3 separate regions of the Zea mays genome follow, and all the other regions are linked to region 1. Evidence: chromatin contacts called from public Hi-C data. All regions are on one chromosome and are shown on one strand. Each heading gives the region's core, a stretch centred on a gene start, on an enhancer-like site or on the middle of the called end of the contact. The rest is flanking DNA. Distances are from core to core; before and after follow the strand shown.

Evidence for each region. A called contact is a pair of places that touch in the nucleus more often than the background predicts.
Region 2: a contact with region 1 is called in a Hi-C map of ear, with 4 times the contacts expected there. The contact joins the promoter of LOC100281215 here to the promoter of LOC100383391 in region 1. A contact is called at or near these places in 3 of 25 Hi-C or Micro-C datasets (bundle sheath, ear and tassel).
Region 3: a contact with region 1 is called in a Hi-C map of seedling, with 5 times the contacts expected there. The contact joins the promoter of LOC100304023 here to the promoter of LOC100383391 in region 1. A contact is called at or near these places in 2 of 25 Hi-C or Micro-C datasets (leaf and seedling).

Annotation. Positions count from the first base shown.
Region 1 is chr7:137,873,536-137,878,391 of Zm-B73-REFERENCE-NAM-5.0, forward strand. LOC100383391 reads left to right here and starts at 2,791. Exons shown (of 6, transcript NM_001176046.1): 1 at 2,791-3,404; 2 at 3,531-4,023; 3 at 4,193-4,236; 4 at 4,318-4,413; 5 at 4,507-4,856. The coding sequence starts at 2,964.
Region 2 is chr7:137,512,581-137,517,436 of Zm-B73-REFERENCE-NAM-5.0, forward strand. It overlaps LOC100281215 (phospholipase A2, group IVB), which reads right to left and starts at 2,253. Exons shown (of 1, transcript NM_001154134.2): 1 at 302-2,253. The coding sequence starts at 2,156. The coding sequence ends at 1,068.
Region 3 is chr7:137,529,446-137,534,301 of Zm-B73-REFERENCE-NAM-5.0, forward strand. LOC100304023 reads left to right here and starts at 2,936. Exons shown (of 2, transcript NM_001372410.1): 1 at 2,936-3,082; 2 at 3,358-4,347. The coding sequence starts at 3,068. The coding sequence ends at 3,858.

The sequences.
Region 1 (4,856 bases), core at 1,541-4,040:
GAGCTCTGGCCGAGCAGAGGACACCGGCACCAGGAAAATGGGCTTCGCGAGCAGGACGAGAAGACAGACTGGGCGAGCAGGACGAGAAGACAGGCCGGATCCGCAGACTCGAGCTCGGCGTGGCGGGCGTGGCGGGCGTGGTGGGTGGGCGGCGGCGCGGGCGCGGTTCCTGGGCGGCGGCCGGTTGAGGGCTCGGGCGCGGGCGTGGTTCCTGTCGAGTGGAGTGGGGATTTTTTCGCAGTGGGCCCGACCTGTAAGACACGTGAAAGTAGACGGAGACGGCGTCCAGGCGTATTTGTGAGCAACGGGAACGAGAATCGGGTAAAACTGAGTAAGGACAAAAACTAAGGGTAGCAACGAGTACCGTGGCGAAACTAAGGGGATCAATGTAAAAAACCCTTTCTAAAGTTAGCCTTTGTAGAAGATTCGGTAGAATCTAGATCCCAGAGGATCGAAATCTGTCCCGATGACAGCTGTTGTACTCTTTTTCCCTTGGTGAGTTTTCATGAAGTTTCTCACATGAGGGTTTTAACGAGGCAACAAAGTGCAAATGCAATTTGTATCACCATGCACTCTTTCTCCATATTTTTTCCACTTGTTTTTTGGAATTTTAACGAGGCATGTGTTGGTCGCGGTATTCGCCCAAGGGGGAGTGTTGAGAAACCCTAATGAAGGGTTATGTGGGCAAATACCGAATATAGCCCTGAGGGCTATCGCGTCTATATATATAGAACCTATACCCCTTATATGGAACATAGATCAGAAAGAGGCCAGAGGCCCAACCCTATATCCAGTGTCTCGTGTGTTTCCTCTGTTGTGCTTATGGAAAGAGAGACGAGTTCTCTACATCTTCTTACGCCTCTACTGCTGACGGGAGGGAAGGGAGCGGATCTGGTGATCCGTGGTAACGTAGTTCTCAACACAGATCACCAAATTGAGTGATGAAATCACGAATCATCCGGTCCGGAGGAAGGCGGGAATATTTGGTACCATGAAAATGGGCGCAAGAGAGTTGGGAACTTTCTTGCAGTATACTAATGCATGGCGTTGGATCCTCACAAGTGTCGAGCACCAAGGAGAAGGAGCGATGGATCATCCGAAAGAGAACCAGCGGAGGCCAGGCCTCATTCAGCATTTTGACGTCATGCAGTAGGCAAGCAACCATGTTGGCTGGCCAGATGGAAACAACCTGCAGCTCGCGGCGTGTCGCGTGTGCATGCGCCTGCTGCCACAAGTTAATTACGGATTGCCGGACAAAGTCAGGCCTGCCTGTAACGTACACCGAAGCGTCGATGACATTTCCATGTCAGTATCTGTGTGCCGTGACGCGACACGACTCTTGCTTGGTGGCGCGGCGCCTGACGGCATGCATGTGCAAGTGCAACAAGAATACCTGAGCCACGCAACTGGAAAAAACACGCTCGATCGCAAGTCGCAAGCAACCCAGGTGTAACGCAAGACTGACTGCCCCCCAGCGGCAACGACCAAGAAACATACTGATGTCCCGGGCCATGCAACGAGTTCGTCGTCGCGCCCCAGGGCATGGGTCTTGACATCGGCCAGGCCATCGTGTCAAGCCCGTTGGAACAGGCAGAGAATGCACATGCACCTGTTCGACCAGACCGGGTCCGGGCCGGGCCGCACATGCATGACGCACCGCATCAAAACGAAACCTTGCATGTTCCACCGCCCCGCCGCGCCCGTCGGTCCACGAACAGCACGACGCCGCCCCGCCACGTCGTCGCGTGCGTTGGATAGTATGGCGCGCGTCGTCCCGTCCGTGGAAAAAAGTACGTGTCCGGGTCGGGGAAATGCCGGCCGTCGGCCGACCTGTCGCGGCGGCCTGCAGGTGCAGGTGAAGGCTTGTCGCTGTGAGGCCGCGCGCGGGCAGGTCGCCCCGTGCACCAACCGCTGCCGCCTCTTCAGTCCGGCAAGGGCTGGATCAGGCGGGGGCGCCAGGCGAGGGAGGCCATGCGATGCGAGCGGATATGCGTCATTGCGTCGGCATCGACGGGCCGACCGCATGTCTTATCCGGTTTCTGGGCCAGGGACCGTGCTTATCTGGACGCCAACTTGGCACCGCGCCGCTCTCGCTAACATATTATCCGGTGCCTGGTGCCCGATGAGAAAAAACAGAGAGATCAGATCATGCATAATTGCAAATAGAGTCTGACCTCAGTTGGGTACTAACTCCGTTCTCAAATATTTGTAGTCCGCTAGTTCATTTTCGAACTAAACCGTCACAAATAAAAAAGAGCAGAGAGAATATTACTTAGAGGGTGTTTGAATGAAATATAGCTAATAATTAGCTGCTAAATTTTGATAGATACATCTAAAAATCCTAGCTAATAGATCAGCTATTAGTTATTTTTTAGTAAATTAGTTAATAGTTAGCTAGCTAATTCCACTAGCAATTTTTTAGCCAACTAAGGTCTAGTTTGAAACCTCTAAAATTAATAGTTAGCTATTAAAAATTAGTTATTGGATTCTAAACACTATCAGCTAATTGTTAGCTACTTCACACCAAAAAATTAGTTCATTAGCTGACTTAACCATATAATAATTTATTAGCTAGCTAACTATTAGCTCTATAAAATCTAAACAGGGTCTAGCTATTAGCTACGGTGCATTCAAACACTATCTTAATATCTGACATGGCACGTCGATGACGCGTCAGGGTTGGAACGTTCCACTGGGACGCTTGCACGGTTGGACCTGCATCTGAGTTTTTTTTAGAAACTTCTCGGGTATATATAGCCATTGTGCCTACGTGTACATGCACGGGATGAACGCAACTCACTGCCGTGTAGTATTACTTTTCGTTATTACCGTGGCAGCCGTGTTTGTGTGTTCTCCCAGTTTCCCGCGCCTATAGAAGCAGCCAGCAAACCTCACTCCTCAAGACCTCAACAAAGCAAGCAATCGAACGGGCACGGCTGGTTTCCGACGAGTTCTGTCGTGCCATGGATCCGCGACGCGCATGCTGGGAGAGCTCGACGGAGGACGTGACGAGGCCGCTGCTGCCCGTGCACGACGACAGGCCTGCGGGACGCTGCTCTTGCTCCGGGCTCGGGTCCCTGCTCACCACCAACAAGTACCTGGCCGTCGCGTCGGGCCCGCTGGCGTGCGCGGTGATCTGCGCGCTGGGAGACTTCGGCGGCCACCCGGCGGCGCGCAACATGCTCGGGGTGCTGGCGTGGGTGTTCCTGTGGTGGATCACGGACGCCGTGCCGCTCGGCGTCGCGTCCATGGCGCCGCTGTTCCTCTTCCCCGCGTTCGGCGTATCCTCCGCCGACGCCGTCGCCAAGGCCTACATGGACGACGTCATCTCCCTCGTCCTCGGGAGCTTCATCCTCGCGCTCGCCATCGAGCACTACGGCATCCACCGCCGCCTTGCCCTCAACGTACGTATGTTACGTGCCCGCGCACGCGCCGCCACCGAAGTTTCGAACGCGGCCAAAAACACAAAAGGCACAAGAAAACAAAACAAAAAGACTAACGTTGTGTAGCTCGTTCCGACGCGAACGCAGATCACGTCCCTGTTCTGCGGTGACCCGGTGAAGCCGCACCTGCTGCTCCTCGGCATCTGCGGCACGACCGTGTTCATCAGCATGTGGATCCACAACACGCCGTGCACCGTCATGATGATCCAGGTGGCGACGGGGATCCTGCAGCGGTTCCCGCGCGACCAGCAGCTGGAGGGCGGGGCCGACGCCCGGGAGCTCCAGCGGTTCTCCAAGGCGCTGGTGCTCGGCATCATGTACGCGTCCACCATCGGCGGGATGGCCACGCTGACGGGCACGGGCGCCAACATCATCCTGGTGGGGATGTGGTCCACCTACTTCCCGGAGCAGCGCCCCATCACCTTCAGCTCCTGGATGTGCTTCGGCCTCCCCATGACGCTCGTCCTGTTCGCGGCGCTCTGGGTCACGCTCTGCCTCAGGTACTGCACCAAGAACACGGGGAGGGTGCTCTCCGCTTACCTCGACAGGAATGACCTCAGAAGAGAGCTCAGCTTGATGGGTAGGTTTCTTTTTTTCCCTCCTTCTGGCGGCGGTCTCTGGAATATTAGAAAATGAACTTCACAATGGCATGAAAGTGCTTCCTTTGACAGTTATTCTGAAGCACAAACGTCTAGTGCTGGTCGTTTATTTCAGTTCTCTGATGGGGTCTCCATCTTGATTTGTGACAGGTCCAATGGCGTTTGCAGAGAAGATGGTTTTGGCCGTTTTCGGGGTAGGTCGCGCTCGTGGTTTCTGTGGCAGTTCAGGTTTTGGATAGCATGAGTCTCAAACGATCACTGGCCAATTCTTGCAGGCTCTCATCGTCCTATGGATGACCAGGAGCCTGACGGACGACATCCCTGGGTGGGCGGTCCTCTTCGACGGCAGAGTCGGGGACGGAACCGTCACTGTAAGTACACAAAAACCCGCACCCTCGGTCCTCGGACCATTTCTCAGCGACGATTCGCCGCGTGGGCCTCACGGGACAGCATTCTATACCTAGATCATGATGACGACGCTGCTGTTCATCATCCCGAGCGGCAAGAGCGGCGGCGAGAAGCTCATGGACTGGGGCAAGTGCCGGAAGCTGCAGTGGCACATCATCCTGCTCCTGGGCGCGGGCTTCGCCATCGCCGACGGGTTCAGGTCGAGCGGCCTCACGGACATCCTCTCCTCGGGGCTGGGTTTCCTGAAGGGCGCGCCGGCGCTGGCCATCGCGCCCGTGGCCTGCGTCTTCAGCGGCCTCATCACGGAGTTCACCTCCGACGACGCCACCACCACGCTGGTGCTGCCGCTGCTCGCCGAGCTGGGCAAGTCCATCGGCGTGCACCCGCTGCTTCTCATGGTCCCCGG
Region 2 (4,856 bases), core at 1,003-3,502, 360 kb before region 1:
ATAGTAAAAATATATGCTTTTATTCACTTTTAGCTCCTAAGGTCAGTTTGCTTTAGTTCCTGGATCCAAACATGTCCTAAGCAATGCTGCGCACAAGTTAACCAGCCCACAAATACTTCGGATTTCTCAGGTCCTTGAACATGAGAAATGAAAAAAATGCAGGATTGCGCGGTTATGATTGCAAAGGAGAAAAAGGAAATCAAATATCAGTTTTGGACTTAAGACTATATGGCTACATGCTGCCGAGTGCTGCATCATGTGTCCACCGCAGGAATATGGAGCTTCTCTAAAAAAACTTGACAATGGCTCTGAGACCTGTTAACAAAAAGATACAAGGAATTCGTACTTCCGTACGGAAGAAACCCAAATAAGCAAAGGCACACTATAACAAGCACAGGAACCAGATTGGTATGGGTGCCGGCTCTCACAAGTCACAACTCACAACAACAACGAAGTCTGACCATCAACACATGGACAGAAGTGAAACTCTGCCCCCTCTCCCACTTCTTCCACGCCGGAGACTCCCTTGACTAGATAGCCTCATCTTGGTTTTCAAGTTCCAACCTTATGGATTAATCGCTGTCCGACCTCAATTTTATCCAACCTTTAAAGGTAGCGTCTCACCCATGATGATAAAGTTCTTTATCCACGCCACGCAGTTCTTTATCTGGCATTCAGATTTCTACGAGGACAATCCATCCTTCCAGTGAATGATGCTGATTTGCACAAGCTATAAATCAGGCCTCCAGCATATCAAGAATCATCGCTAGAAACAAAGACGATCAGGAACCCATGGACTGAATTCAAAACAAAATTCATGTTCTCTGTGAATGCCACCAAACTTTGACAATGCATTGCAACCACATTGGGTCTGATAGGCCAATTGGCACCTGCAAACGTTGTGCAAACATACATGGCCGATTAATTGGTTTCCATGTGTCTAGCAACACCTCGTTATGCTCGAAGAGCTGTTACTCTGTTAGACAGTGGCCGCGAGAAACCCAGCCCGGCACAGCATCGTGATGCTCAGCGGAAACCAGGGGTAATCAAAGTCACTGTCCGCCACCTCAATCTTTCTTCTCCTCTAGATCACCTTCCGAAGCATCAGGTTTGCCCGATGAACAACCATTGATCTCCAGCGACCTCAAGAAGTTGAAGTAAGCATACTTGATGTCAAACTGCATGTCGTACCAGTAGTTCACGGCAATGGTGAGCCCGTTCGGCCCTGGACTCTGGCTGACATGGTGAAACCACATGCTTGGCAGGTAGAGCATCTCGCCGGCCCGGACCGTGCACCGTATCGGCGCCGGCCCGTCAAAGTAGAGCGGAAACGACGACGCCTGCACGGCCAACTCCTCGGGCGACGCCGGGCACGGGTCGACGCTGCTCCAGGGAACGATCCTCTCGGGCACTTCCATCTCCAGCTTAAGCCTCAACTGGCGCCCCCCCTCGGAGCTCTGCTCCGTGGCAACGTAGCGGGCGGCGGGGTAGTCGCGGACGTAGAGACGGTGGTGCTCGGTGGGGGGCAGCAGGAGGAAGTGCTTCTCGCCGGACAGAACGACGTAAATGTTGTCGTAGTGGTCCTTGTGGAAGGAGGTGACGGAGTGGGCGTTGCCTATCCAGAGGTTGACGGCCTCGGGGAGGCAGCCGAGCGCCTCGGTGGCCCACGGCACGTGCGCGTCCACGTCACCGGCGACCGCCGCGTACTCCCCGCGGAGGCAGTCGTCCTGCTGCTGCGCGTACGCTACCAGGCCGGCGGCCGGGTCGGATCCCCTGATAAGCCGGACCGCGGTAGGGAAGTCGACACGGCGGACGTGCGCGGACGCAAAGCACCTCGAGGACCCGGGTCGCCGTGGGTGCGGGTGCGAGGCAAGCGCATCGGCGCGCCCGTCGGGGGTGAGGTGGAGGGAGACGGCGGTGGAGCGGAGTGCGTCGGTGAGGTAGGAGGCGGTGGGCCAGAGCGACGCGGCGGGCCAGTGGCGAGTGGCCGCGGCGGAGACGAGGAGCGGGCGGCCCGGGGAGACGTGGTCGCGGAGGAACGCGAGCGGCGTCGGGGGCAGGCTGACGCGCGGCACGGCGGTGGCGTCCTGAGAAGAGGAAGGGAGGCCCAACAGGTCCCGGGACTCCGCCCACAGCTCGCGCAGCGCGGGCTCCATTGGCTTTGGTGGCGGGCGCCGCGGCGGCTTCCGCTCTGACTGCTCGTTGGTTTTGCCAATTCAGGCAACGGCGGCGGCGGCACCGCGGCACGATGCGCGGCAAAGCGGTTCTGGGGGAAGGCGCGTTGTTGGGGTTAAGCTTAAGGAGCTTGGGCTTGGGCCTGGGCAGGTGGATGTTCCCGATTTTGGGATTTGTTGGGCTTGAAGTAGCCTATGACATGGGCCTTTTTTGTGTTTGTGTCCACAGTAGATTGCTGATTGGGCCATTTGCTTATTTATGCCTACAATAGAAGAAGGCCTGAAAGAGGGCTTCTCCAGTTGAATACACTGTTAATTTTGAAAGAAATATTTCTACCGGGACAGCATATATACACTGGAAGTAAGCTCTAAATATGTCTATCACAAGTCTTAGAACTCATCATGCGGTGAAGATCAGAGAGGCAAGTAAGCATGAAATCACTGAGACTAACTACTACATGTCAACTTGAACAGCAGCTCCCAAACAGGACTAGATCTCTCTGTCTTGCCAAACATGTCAACGGCTCCATGCAAGACCCTGTTACTGACGATGAGTACTGAACTCTTCTTTTTTTGGCGGGTAAGAGTACTAAAACCTTACTATTCCAACTACTACGGGTTGACGAAGCAAAAGCATTCCCTCACATTGCATATGCTTAATTAGCTTTGACACCGTCTCCCTAGCTAGTTGACCTGCTGCTACGAATAACCCGAAACGGCTAAGCGTATAGATTATTAATAGCTGCATCATTGGTGCGAGAACTCTTGTTTGGTCTCGACATTTCGACATGGCGAGGAGGGCGTATGCGTAAATCCGCCCATGTGGGTAATTGCGTAGTACACCACACGGCACACGCCGTCTTATCAGGCACTGGAAACTATATACAGTGTTTTTTTTTGGTTTCGTCCATTTGTTTGCAAAAGGCTATGGGAATCTCTGCTTGTGATTGGTTATGGCCTCACTCACGGCCATAGCATACCTGCTTGCAGTGACCGCGTCCGGTCATCGCACGCAAGTGGTTACTACGCCTGGCCGACGTGTCGGTGCAGCGTTTGTTCACGATCCGTCTGATCGGTTAGCGCATCGTCTTATCCTACATCACTGCATACATTAATTTTATCAAAGATTTTATTTGGTTGTTTGTGTATTTAGAGTGTGAGTTATACGAATGAGTGTAAAACAATTCATTTTAAGATCCTTTAACTACATCTGCTCATACGTCAAAAACCTTCGTTTCTAGGCTCGTTGGGGGTGGGGTGGGGGGTGGGGAGTATTGAACTATTGTTTTTGTGAATTTTGGTAACATTATAATCAGAAGAAAGAAATAAGGGAACTGATCGAAGGCCTAGAGCTTTCCATATGTTCCAAGGACGCTTTGCACGCCTTTTGTCTTCTAGGTCGCATTTCTCCCACTTTAATCAAAGTCACAACTGTTTACAACAGCAAAATCACTTTTATTATGTCCACAAGGAAATACGACCTGCTTATTTGGTACTGTATTGTGTATCTGAATATGTTTTCGTATATACCATCACTAATTTGGATAGAGGGAGTAATTCCGTTGTCTTCTGGAATTACTGGTCGGCTGTTCTGGGTAACACAAAATTTAAAAAGGAACCTTAACTTTTCTTAAAGATAGATGTAAGGATCAAGAATTCCTTAGTAATACAATGTAGTTAATTCACATTTGAAAATAACATGCTGGCTCAATTGGTTGGATGTGGAAGGTGCAGACGTGCAGTCATGCACCAGTCACCCAGGTTCAAGTTCTCTTCGTATCAAATCTGGGCGCTCATTTAAAAGTTAAAACCCACACAAATCCTCTTACATTAGTCTTTTTTTTTTGGAAGTGGGTCTAACTGAACTGGTTTGTTGAAAGGTGTGATCATCTAACCACTGAACCACTCAAGTTTGAGTCCTCTTTGGATGCTTATCGTCTTGTTCCTGTTATGTTGGTCTATTTTTTTGGTTTAACAAGAGTAAAATTTTCTTACATTTACTTACAATCACAGTTATTTTTACCTCTGTTGCGCACAGACGCTTTAATCCTTGTTTATTTGAAAGGAAATATAGTACATTAGGAGAGCATTACAAGGAACAACATGTGTACCTGATTACAGATCCAACGAGATGAGAATCTAGTGTCACATGCATGCCACTGGACAAGTTGTGTTATTAACCAGGTTAGGGAGAAGAATTAATACTAGCATTTAACGTACAAGAGGCATCATTTAATGTTTAAGATCTGCTTTTCATGAGAGCAGGGTCAGTAATAGAGTCAAGTGTTAGTATACAATAGTTAACATCTATTTATGTAAAAAAATATTATTATTATATGGTATCATGTTCTCTATTCTCTTTCCTATTACTCCTCATACATAATTCTATCTAGGCGCACCACTATATATAGGTTCACTGTACCAGTCTGTTGTTTGCACGAGAGGCAAGCTCTCTCTTCTCTCTCCTTTCTCTATTTCATATTTCATATATTGAATAGATTAGATAAAGTTAATTGTTATACTTTCTCTGTTGAAGCTCTCTCTAGCATGTCATTATTTGTTAGAAATTAATGCAAGTGTCCTCAATTAGACGCCCTTTAGTAGGGTTATTTCAAAGGCTCCTCCAAGACTCCTTCAAAAAATCTACATCTGTTTCTCCGTAAGATCGAAAAGAGCTATCCT
Region 3 (4,856 bases), core at 1,686-4,185, 340 kb before region 1:
AAGGTGCCTTTTCGCAGAGCTTCGGCATTACAAACCGACTTAAAGATAGAATGACCTTTTAGTCCATAAAGGTCTGAGTCAACGTTGTAAGTTCTTATAAGGGGCATACTTGTAATTCCTCACAGGCTGCGTCCTGTGCCTATAAATAGTGAACAGTATTCCGTTACTGTTCACGCATTTTCTGACATTTTGCAATCGCATTTCTCGGAATACAACCTTTGTCAAGGCATAGGTATCATTGTATTTTATGATTCAATATATTAAGTGAATATTATATAATGCATCTGTGGATCATTTATTCATTCTTACCTTTTACTTTGCATTATTCTACAACGTTTATTGAAAATTTATTACGAAGGTTCAACTTCGTAATAAGACGCTTATCAACCTTCGTCTAAGATCCATTATCCTCAAAGGTATAATGCTTCGCGGACGAAGGACAGTATCATTTAACATTCTATGTTGCCTTGTTCTTAATTCATAGCATTTGAGAACAAGTCCCCAACAGAGATAGCCTGATATCTGAACTTTGGAAAGTGGTGGAATGTACAATTCCAAATTAAATAAGTTACTTTATTGAGTGAATTCCACTTTCTCTAAAATGAAGAAATCCAAACGCCCCGATAATTCCTTCAACAGTCTTGCTCCCAAACACGTCCTACAAGTTTCTTCATCCTTTGTGTCTTCTTTATGTCTTACAACTGTTAGATATGTATTAGACGAAATCAACCTCTCATGTTCTTATACTCATATGAGTTCGATAAATACTTTATCCGTCTTAGTTTTTAACACGTAACCACTTTTAGTTCGAAGACCAAAAATTGTATGTAATTCTCTATATACTATTGCATCGACATATGCATGTCTAAAAAGAAAATACACCTTATATTATGACATTAGAATAAATATATAGTGGTTATTCCTTATATTAGGAGGACAGAGGGAGAACATATCCAAGGCACACTATGGAGTTCATGATCGAAACACATGATGACTGGGTGTGTTTGTTGGTTAATTAAATAAAAGAAGAAATTTCCTTTCTTCAAATTTTGATCTGTCCCTTTCACTCCTGTCCATGTAACTGTCTGCCACTCCACTGAGACACAAGGATAAGGATAAGAGGTATTACCGTTTTAAATGATGGATTAAATACTTTCTCTGTTCTTTTTTATTTGTCGCGGTTTAGTTAAAAATGAACTAGCATACGATAAATATTGGAGAACGGAAGTAGTATAATTTATGGCTTTGTCATTGTCGAACTCAAGGCCGCACCAATATGATTGAACTACGGTAAAGTGTTCAATTTCAAGATATATTAGAGCCAATGACAGAAATTATATATTCTCAAGGAAAATATTTGCTAATAACAACAACGACGACAACAACAACAACAATAATAATAATAAAAGGATGTCATAAAATTACTTGTTGAAGCTCCTCCTATTAAGCAGCTAGTACATTTGCGTAGATTTACTCTCCCTATTCATCATCTATACTCTCTCATCAAGCTGTAACATAATTCTCGCTATATCTATGTTCGAACACCTTAATATAAAAAAATTACAGTAGCAGCCCCCTCCTGATTTCCAAAAAAAGACATAATTGTTAAAACGAGAAAAGAAAAAACTCGCGAATACTCCATAGTATTTTGCGTACGTACGTTCGTCCAGTTCAGCCAACGACGAGGAGGTAGGGTTCAATATCATGACCCGATTATTATCCCATCGTGGCACATATAGCCTTGTCCTTGATGACTAATTCGAGATGCAATTCTAATTCTCACCGTGTATATAATCGACTAGGTAACACAGAAAACAAGCCTTTTTTCTTTGTCGATTAATCGCACTGGTCTGGACTCTGGACCGTTGCTTTTTGGTGACGTGCAGTTGTGCACCCATATCACAAAACAGCGTGTAAATAGGCAACCTCGAAGTTCGAATCGACACCTCACACGTCACACCAGAAGGGACGCAAGAAAAGAAACAAAATTATACTATTATTGCAATAGATCCAGCGTCCAAAAAAAAGGAGAGGTTAGCTATAGACTTAGCTAATAACTTTGCTGATCTAGCCCCTCCGCCGAATTCCAAAACCACATGATAGTAGTAGGCTCAATGTCATACAGATACAGTGGAAAGGAGGCACATTCACCGGCCACAGCTAACCCGACAACCGGGCCCCCTGCTGTCTTCCTTTGCCGCGCGCCTCTAATAATCTCGTACGTACGACCAAATTAAAACGCGAATCAACAATCTCTTCCCCGTACGTAACCAAAGCTGCCGAAATGTCCCCTCGCTGATTTTTAATTTGGCTCAATTTAACTACGGACGACGCCAAGGACGGCGTACAGCGTGCAGCAACAATGAGGCGCAGCCCAGCGCAGCGAGCCAGCGTGCGACGCACATGCAATGAAGCCTCTACAGCTCCGCTCCCAAAAGGTACGCGCGCTTGTTGTCTCCACGGACACACATGCTGGAGCCTGGACCTGGAGAGAGATGCATGCAAAAACCACACAGCATCCATCGGTCTGTAATCGACCGTCTCTCCCACAGATTCACCTCACGCGCCGCTGGTGCTGCGTGAAAGGACCAGGACCAAGACCAAGACGCCGTGCACACACACCGCCCGCTTTGGACCCTTCCCATGTGTCACGCATGAGGGTGACTCATGGCCACCTTTTGGTTGCACTGCGTGGCATGTTCATGTGTGTACCTGTACAGCTCCTCAAGATTCCCAGTCATGATCATGATACGAGCGACAGATCAAGGGGCCGGGGATTTAACAAAAGAGAGAGAGAGAGAGAAAAAAAAAACCCACCCGGCAGACTGCGCTTAGCCCTTGCGTTCTCCCCGTTCTGGCCTCGCCGCGCCCGGTCCTCTCCTCTTCTATATATAGCGTCCCGGGTCTCACGGCATTTGCCTCACACAACCAAGCTCGATCGATCTCACTCTCAGCTGGTCGCTCACTCTTGCAGCTCCACCCTTCACTCAGTCTTAGGCTCTTAGCTCTAGGCTCTAGCTAGCCGCGCCACTCCTTCGTGTAGCCATCAGCCTTCTCATCGCCACCAATGGCCACTGCCGAGGTAGCTCGATCGATCGATCTTAGTCTTCGATTCATATATACATACATGTGTTGATGTGCACGGATCGTTTGGATCCGAATAATACCTATATATATGAATAATGGTCTCTGTCTCATCGATGATCCGTCGGGTCGATCGCTCATCTTCGATGAGACGTACAGCGATGGACGTGCGGATCCTATCCTATGTTAACAAATGGAGGACGCTACTATTAAGTGTGGCGCTAAGATGTAGGAGTATATGCTTTGATTTTTACGCGCCGTTCACGTGTGCAGGTCCAGACCCCGACCGTCGTGGCGGCCGAGGAAGCGCCCGTGGTGGAGACCCCGCCGCCGGCCGTCGTGCCCGAGGAGTCTGCCCCCGCCGAGGCCGAGGCCGAGGCCGAGGCTGAGGCTGCTGCTCCTGCTGATCCCGAGGAGCTTCCCGCGGCCGAGCAGCAGGCAGCCGCCGAGCCCGAGGCCGCTGCTCCTGCTGGTGCCGAGGAGCCCGCGGCGGCCGATCCGGCCGCCGAGGCTGAGGCTGCTGCTCCTGCTGGTCCCGAGGAGACTCCCGCGGCCGAGCAGGAGGCAGCCGCCGAGGAGGAGGCTGCTGCTGCTCCTCCTGCTGGTGCCGAGGAGCCCGCCGCGGCCGAGCCGGTCGCCGAGGCAGAGGCTGCTGCTCCCGAGGAGCTCGCCGCGGACGAGCCGGAGGCTCCTGCTCCTGCTGGTCCCCAGGAGCCGGCCGCCGAGGCGGAGGAGGTTGCTGCTCCTGAGGAGCCCGAGAAGGCCAGCGAGTGAGGCCGTGCGCACGCAGCGGCGGCGGCCAGGGCCCAGGGGATCGGCGTGCGCGCGTGGCGGGGTAGTCGCTCGCGCGCGTACATGGCAGTATGACACGGGATTTTGCTGTTCAGTACGCTACGGTTATTACTGGCGTCTCTCTCTGTGTGTGTGTGTGTCTCGTACGTAGCCCGGTACGTAGCTAGCAGTGACTGTCGCGTGGACGTGTCCGGTGCGGGCTGCGAGTGACGTGGGCTAAATAAAGTGTGCGTCGGGTGGTAATGGTGGTGGGGCCCGGTGTCAGTGGCGCGGTGCCCCATGCCTGCCGCTGCTGCAGCTTGTTGTGTCTTGTGTTGGTTGGTTCCTGTTCTTTCTGTCTATCTATTCTCATGCATGGCAGTTTGGGTATGGTATGGGTCGTCTTCTTTGGTTACGTTCCCTGCATTCTGTTTGTGTCATTGTGTGATGATACGATCTTCTTTATATAATAATAGAGCCAGTCGTTCATCAGCAAACCTGCAAAGCTTTGTGTAAACTGTAAAGTGGAGCAGCCAGCGTTGCAGAACGCCGGATCCACCCTAGGTCTAGGACTAGGAGCAGCTCGGTCCTACACAAACATTCCAACATGTCGTCAAGCCGGGTCATTGGTCTCAACGGCGCATCTATAGGATAGGACGCTCATGCGACTATTACGTGGTCCGCCGGAGCTAGTGACCAGTGAGCCTGTTCTGTCAATGGTCTCCATCACCTGGCACCGGCAGCCGATTCGGTGCCGACTTGCTATCTTTGCCGACGGTCTCGGGTAGGCTCGCTCGGTCATGGCCCATGGCGATTCGCTAAGGACATACTACTCCATGACGGTCCATGACAGCATGTCAGTCAGTAACGTGCTTCCTGTCCTGCGGCTGCGGCTGCGGTTCGCGCAAAGCATCCCGGAGGTCCGGAGCGAAGAGGAGAGGTGTCCAACGCACCAGCGTGCGTTCAGTTCAACTGGACACGCTCACACACATGTCTGATTC